Regions from separate parts of the Mus musculus genome. Here region 1 is linked to region 2. Evidence: chromatin contacts called from public HiChIP or PLAC-seq data. All regions are on one chromosome and are shown on one strand. Each heading gives the region's core, a stretch centred on a gene start, on an enhancer-like site or on the middle of the called end of the contact. The rest is flanking DNA. Distances are from core to core; before and after follow the strand shown. Region 1 has its middle 27 kb from the start of Oprd1. Region 2 overlaps Oprd1 (opioid receptor, delta 1).

What was found. HiChIP or PLAC-seq counts read pairs in DNA pulled down with a chosen protein or histone mark.
Region 1: a contact with region 2 is called in an H3K27ac HiChIP or PLAC-seq map of SST interneurons, with 3 times the contacts expected there. The contact joins two enhancer-like sites. A contact is called at or near these places in 2 of 39 promoter capture datasets (both in embryonic stem cells), 4 of 15 datasets of contacts at CTCF or cohesin (the NIH/3T3 cell line, embryonic stem cells and stem cell-derived epiblast-like cells), 28 of 484 Hi-C or Micro-C datasets (B cells, the C2C12 cell line, CD4 T cells and 21 more), 7 of 115 datasets of contacts at active chromatin or transcription factors (SST interneurons, bone marrow-derived dendritic cells, differentiating embryonic stem cells and 3 more) and 3 of 9 other capture datasets (adipose tissue, embryonic stem cells and pancreatic islet).

What each region holds. Positions count from the first base shown.
Region 1 is chr4:132,169,661-132,172,899 of GRCm38.p6, forward strand. No RefSeq gene overlaps it. Among named protein-coding and RNA genes, the nearest start is that of Oprd1, 27 kb to the left of the region's middle. Within about 2 kb of position 1,426, at least 22 of the 459 cell types and tissues checked have an H3K27ac peak or open chromatin away from gene starts, as enhancers often do. A contact at or near this core is called in SST interneurons, where this site is marked.
Region 2 is chr4:132,108,058-132,111,221 of GRCm38.p6, forward strand. It overlaps Oprd1 (opioid receptor, delta 1), which reads right to left. Exons shown (of 3, transcript NM_013622.3): 3 at 2,669-3,164. Among named protein-coding and RNA genes, the nearest start is that of n-TAcgc3, 16 kb to the right of the region's middle. Within about 2 kb of position 1,609, at least 3 of the 459 cell types and tissues checked have an H3K27ac peak or open chromatin away from gene starts, as enhancers often do. A contact at or near this core is called in SST interneurons, where this site is marked.

The DNA.
Region 1 (3,239 bases), core at 176-2,675, 61 kb after region 2:
TGGGAGGCTTATATGTCTTACTTATTATACATTTTTCTTTGCCTTTTCTCATTTATATTAAAATGTATTTTTATTGGTGTATATGTGTGCTCGAGTATATGGGCATGGGTGTGCATGTGCGTGCTTGAGTGTGTGTGCATGTGTGTCTTTGTGCTTGAGCATGTGTGCATGTATGTGCTTCAGTGTGTATGCATCTGTGCATGCTGATGCACCTACAGAGGCAAGAAGAGGACGTGGGATTCCCCAGGGCCAGAGTTACAGGAGTATTCGTGACACATGGTTGTGTGGAGGCTCTGAATTCTGTTCCTCATGACTATACAGATGGCTCTTAACCCACGAGCCATCTCTCTCGCATGCTTTGCTTCACTCCTACAAACTCTCTCTTCCTCTCCTCCTCTCTCTTTCTGTGCATGTGTGTGTGTGTGTGTGTGTGTGTGTGTGTGTGTGTGTGTGTGTTTGAAATAGGGTCTCACATAGCCCAGGGTGACCTCAAACTTGCTAAGTCAGAAAGGATGATCTCAAACTGCCTGCCTTCACCTCCCAAATGCTGGGAGTATAAACTCCTAATTAATGTGATGCTGGAGATGGAGCCCAGGACTCCACACATACTAGATAGGTCTCGGCCAACTGATTTGCATCCCCAGATCTTTTTTTTTTAAGATTTAGTTATTATTATATCTAAGTACACTGTAGATGTACCAGAAGACGACGTCAGATCTCATTACAGATGGTTGTGAGCCACCATGTGGTTGCTGGGATTCGAACTCAGGACCTTCAGAAGAGCAGTCGGTGCTCCCAACCCCTGAGGCATCTCTCCAGCCCACATCCCCAGATTTTATTTGCATTTTATTTTTAATCTGCAGCAATCCAAGTGTGAGAGACAACTCTGAACTTCTTCCCCCTATTCTCTTGGTCCTCCCCTATTCTCTTGGTCCTCCCCAACCCACCCACCCCCCACCTCCACAAGCTTCCCCCCTCCTGAGGAGATTCCTGCTGAGCAGCAGCAATAAAGGCAGAGTGTGTGGAGTTATTAAGGCCTAGTGACTCTGGGAGCCCCAGTTCCAACCTTAAGAGAAAGAAGCATAATGAGCTACAACTAAGCTGCCAGCAGCTCCTTCCACACAAAGCGACTGTATGTTACTTGGGTTTTGTTTGTTTGTTTGTTTGGTTTTTGGTTTTTGGTTTTTTCTTTTTATAACTTTGTGCAACTGTCTAAATCTTTTTAAATAAATAGGGAAAAATCCAACGAAGTTCTTCTTGTCCTTTAAAGATATAAGTGCATAAATCTTCACACAGCAGCATCTTGTAGAAGATCTGAGATGCAGGTCCCTCCTCACCAGGAGCAGATGGCAGAAGGGCTGAGCAGAGGCTGGGCTGCTGTCCTTCCTGCATTTGGAAGCGTGACTCACTTCGGTCTTCAGACTTCTCTGAAAAAGAAAAGCAGCCTCCCCAGGAGGCTCACGGATCGCTCATCTCTTCCCTTCTGTCTCAGTGCGAAGGGAACGCAGACTGCCCAGTCTGCCCCTCCACAAAGCTACTTCCATTGCAAGGCTCAGAGCTGCCTGAGCCTGCCCTCAAGGCCAGACAAGTTAACAAGATCCCAGCTCCAAGCCCAGACCAGGGCTCCTCCCAGCCCTCCATTAATCTTTGCTGACCCTGGGTCCTGAGTTTAGGGAGGACAGAGAAGCCTCCCTCCTGGGGACACCAGCCTGACCTTTGGCAAGGTCTGGGCCACAGCCAGGTTCTTGAGATACCCTCTCACTGTGTGCACAGCCACCTCTTCAGCCCCAAGATCTTGAATTTCTGGTGTCCTCTCTCCAGTGATCTTTCTTGCACTTGCTTTGCATAATCAGAGCCTGGGTAGGTGTGTGGTCTGGGAAAGGCAGGCTCCCTGCACAAGTAGCTACTCACTGTAGAGGGTGCTGGCAGAGGTCTTCCTCCTCCTCCTCCTCCTCCTCTTCCTACTCCTTCCTTCCTTCTTCCTTCTTTTTTCTTTCTTTCTTTCTTTTCTTTTTTTTTTTTTTTTTTTTTTTTTGTCTTTTGTTTTGTTTTGTTTTTTGTTTTTCGAGACAGGGTTTCTCTGTATAGCCCTGGCTGTCCTGGAACTCACTTTGTAGACCAGGCTGGCCTCGAACTCAGAAATCTACCTGCCTCTGCCTCCCGAGTGCTGGGATTAAAGGCATGTGCCACCACATCCGGCTTTTTTGGTTTTTTGAAACAGGGTTTCTTTGTGTAGTTCTGGCTGTTCTTGAACCCTGTAGACCAGGCTGGCCTCTGCTTCCCAAGTGCTGTGTGTCTAAATAGCTGTGCCACCACATCCATTGTTGTTATTGTTGTTGTTGTTCTTCTTCTTCTTCTTTAAATTTATTATAATTTATTTATTTTTACTTCATGTGCATTGGTGTTTTGCCTGCATGTGTGTCTGTGTGAGGGTGTTGGATCCCCTGGAATTGGAGTTACAGACAGTTGTGAGCTGCCATGTGGGTGCTGGGAATTGAATCAGAGTCCTCTGGAAGAGCAGCCAGTTAACCTCTGAGGCTCTGAGCCATCTGAGCATCCCAAGGTGCTTCTTTTTCAAAGTCAACTACACATCAGATCTACCACTGCAGGCAGCTTTATAGAATCATTCTCTTCCTGTCTGCATTAGCCCGTTGTCTGTTGCCAATGATGCAGTAGCAGACGGGTGAGTTTTAGAGAAAAGCCTTATTTTGCCTCACAGTTCTGAACTCGTGAGATTGAGAAGCTGTGTCTGGCGGTGGCCTTCCAGCGTGCAGGCTTCATTATCATTGTTTTTATCTTTATATCTGTGCCTGAGCCGGCACATATATGCCAGGGTGTGCACATGCAAGTCAGGAGACAACCTTAGGCGTTAGTCCTAACCATCTTATTTGGGACAGGTCCTGTGCCCCTGTGCCTGATCCTGAAGGTTTGATTTTCCTCACTGCGGATGCCAGGCTAGCTGGTCCCCAAGCTGCCAGGGAGTCTCATGTCTCTGCCTCTCATCTTCCCATAGGAATCCTGGGATTTCGGATCCAATGGCTCCTGCTGCTGCTTGGGTTTTAGGGAATCAAACTCCATCTTGCCAGCTTACCTGCAGCCTCTGTGTGCCATGCAAGGCATTATGTAAAGGAAGATGCGTGTGCCAGGGTGTGTGTGTGTGTGTGTGTGTGTGTGTGTGTGTGAATATAAGTGTGTGTGTTTGGTTTCTGGTCCCTCTACCAAGATCATCAGAATCAAAC
Region 2 (3,164 bases), core at 359-2,858:
CCTTGGCTACATTGTGAGCTTGATGCTAGCCTGGGCTACATCATGAGATCCTGACACATCTGGGGAAACCTGCAGAGGACAGAGGGGTGAGATTCCCTAAAACTACAGGCAGTTGTAACCTGCTTGATTTGGGTGCTGGGAACTGAACTCAGGTCCTCTGGAAGAGTGGTTCCTGCTTCTAACTGCTGAGCTACACTCCAGACTCTGTTCCACACATGGTTTGTATATAAGTACCAAAGTCGGGGTCTAACAGGGAACCTCACTGTCTAGGGTTTAGAGTCTCCGCAGCTGGCTTCGTATGGCGCTGCAGTTCTAAGTTTGGGATCTAAGTATAGATACAGAGCGATGGCAGCTGGCCTTTGGACTGTGTTCTAGCAGGTAGGAGCTCAGCCAGGGCACTTGCGGCTCCAGCAACCTTCCAGATGCCAAATGCCCATCTCTCAACATGCCAGGCACTTAGGACTCCAAGCCAAGCAACTTCCTGACAACAGCCAGCTTTGGAGCCCCCATAACTACTAGGGAAGAACCTTGTATTGCGGCCCACTATGTGCCAGAATTTCTGCATGCTCTTAGGGGACTCTTGGGGTTCCATCCCTTGCCTGAGATCCAGCTGCTACGTGGCCATGAATCCACTCAAGAACCTGATTAGATGTTGGCCATCGTATTAGAGACTACCCACTCTCTCATCTTCTATCTAGGAGAAAACAGAAGTTTGGTGAAGGCAAATCCTTTGCTAGTTCATGTGTTTATTTAACTCCAGGGCTGAGACTTGAAGCCAGGTTTTGGGGTTTCTCAGGGCATGTCGGAGACTAAAGTTGAGGTCTCTGGTTTGCTCTCATTGCCCTCCTGCCCTCTGCACCTCCATCCTCTCTATTAAACTTGACATTATCCATCACTCCCTCTCCCTGGGAGCACCCTCCTCCTCCTGTTTCCATGACAACACATTCTCCTCTTCCTCCTGCTGCTCCAGTGGCTTCGCACACACTCACCATGGGGTCTCGGAGGTCTCCAGGCCAGATTCTCAGACTCCTCTCTCCTCAGTGCACCCCAGAAGCCAATGCACATTTCCCTCTGGGTCTCCAGCTCTGACCCTGCACCCTGGCTATTTTCCAGTCACAGCTACTTGCTGAGTGACAAGCCCTGTGGCTATACATACATTACCTAATTAATCCTCGCAGCCATTCTACAAAGAAAGTCCACTCTACAGGACGGGAAAACTGAGAATCTGAGAGAGGAAGCCAACATCAGATTCTAGCATTCATCTGGAGCTCGAGGACATCAAGAAGAGATTGGAAACTGTAGGGCATTTTTAAACCAAAGGCACAATCTTCCCTCCCACCTCGTAGAGAGAACGGAATGGAAATTTTGGGGAGGAAGAGAGACCTGTGATAGTCTAGAATTACGCTGTCAATTTGGAGCTTTAAAAAAAATGCACCGTGCAAAATGCACAGTACATTTTGAAAGGCAAAGATTTGGAGAACTTAAGGAGGAACAAAAGTTCACGGAAAATTGCCCTTTTCTCCTATTTTGTTAAGTCTTCAAAAGCCTCATCCCAGGAACCCAGCGACAGCTGGGACATCGTTCTGCTTCACTGATGCCCAGAACTCACAGTAAACGTGGACCTGGGAATTTCCTCTAAAATTCCTCTGTCCGGAGTTCTGACACTCCCGACAAGGTCTGTGACTCAGGGAAAAGCAGCTTAACCTCCGAGCTCAGCTTTCCCATCTGAAATGGGGACACTAGCCAGGCATGGCACATACCTTTAATCTCAGCACTCAGAAAGCAGAGGCAGGGGGATTTCTGTGGATTTGAGGCCAGCCTGGTCTACAGAACAAGTTCCAGGACAGCCGGGGCTACACAAAGAAACTCTATCCCCCCAAAATAAATATACATACATACATATACACACACATGTACATACATGCATGCATACATACTTACTAAAATAAAATGGGGATTCTAGGCAGGTATGGCACCACCTTTAATCCCAGCACTCAGGAGGCAGAGGCAGACTGATCTCTGAGTTCAAAACTAGCATAGTCTATATAGCAAGTTCCCAGTCAACCACAATTACATAGTGAGACATTGTCTCAAAAATAGATGATAGATAGATAGATAGATAGATAGATAGATAGATAGATAGATAGATAGATAGATAGATAGATGATAGACAGACACAGACAGACAGGCAGACAGACAGACAGGGATACTGCTACTTTGGCCCAGGGGCTGTTGAGGGGATGAACTGAGATAATGGGCGCCAGGCCTGGTACACCACCGTACTCAGTTAAGCTCCGGGTCTCTACTGCTCATAACTTTTGGGTCTTGGACATGCTCACACTTTTCTACCCACTCTGCTGCTCCCCCAGTAGCCAATTCCTATGCATCCTTTAAAACCCACCGGCCCTTTGCCGCCTCTTATAGAATTGCTGCAAACAGGTTTTTTAATGAAAAAGTACTTCTGGGACATCCCCCCTGGGCCTTTCTGTCACTGTATCTGTCACATTGGCATGCAATCACCTGGGTATGTATGTTATATGTGTATGTATATAATCAGCTGAGGCTGATCCCAGGACATTATCAGAAAGGGTTAGAAAAAAGTTGGTCAAATCTTGCTGGATGTGGTGGTGCCATGGTATGTTACTGTACACACACACACACACAAATTAGCAAACAAATAAATAATTTCTTTTAATTGGGGTTGGTGGATAAAGGTCCTTTCTGTCAAACCTGCTGACTGGAGTTCAACCCCTATGAACTCAGGAGGCAGAGGAAGAGAAGCACCTCTATTAAAACTCTCCCCTGACCTCCTCATGTGCACAGTGGCGGGAGCATGCCCCATCCAACACAAAATCAATCAACGTTTAAACAATTTTGAAATCACACCTGCAATACCTATACTCATGAGGCCAAGTCAGTTCTCATCCCTACAGGAAAGGACCGGCTGGGTCAGCTCTAACACAACTCTGCCCTGGGTGGGGCACAAGGCCACAGTCCTTGCAAGGACACACAGCACTAAGTCCCGTGACACCTGCTTCAGGAGTCTGCTGTCTGCTACCTCCCTAGCAGAGTAGCAGGACTTTCCAGTGAGTGTCTAGGGGTGTCTTTGGCCTGGTGACCACCTCACCACCACCACCACACTCTACAGAAATCTCCATGGTCAT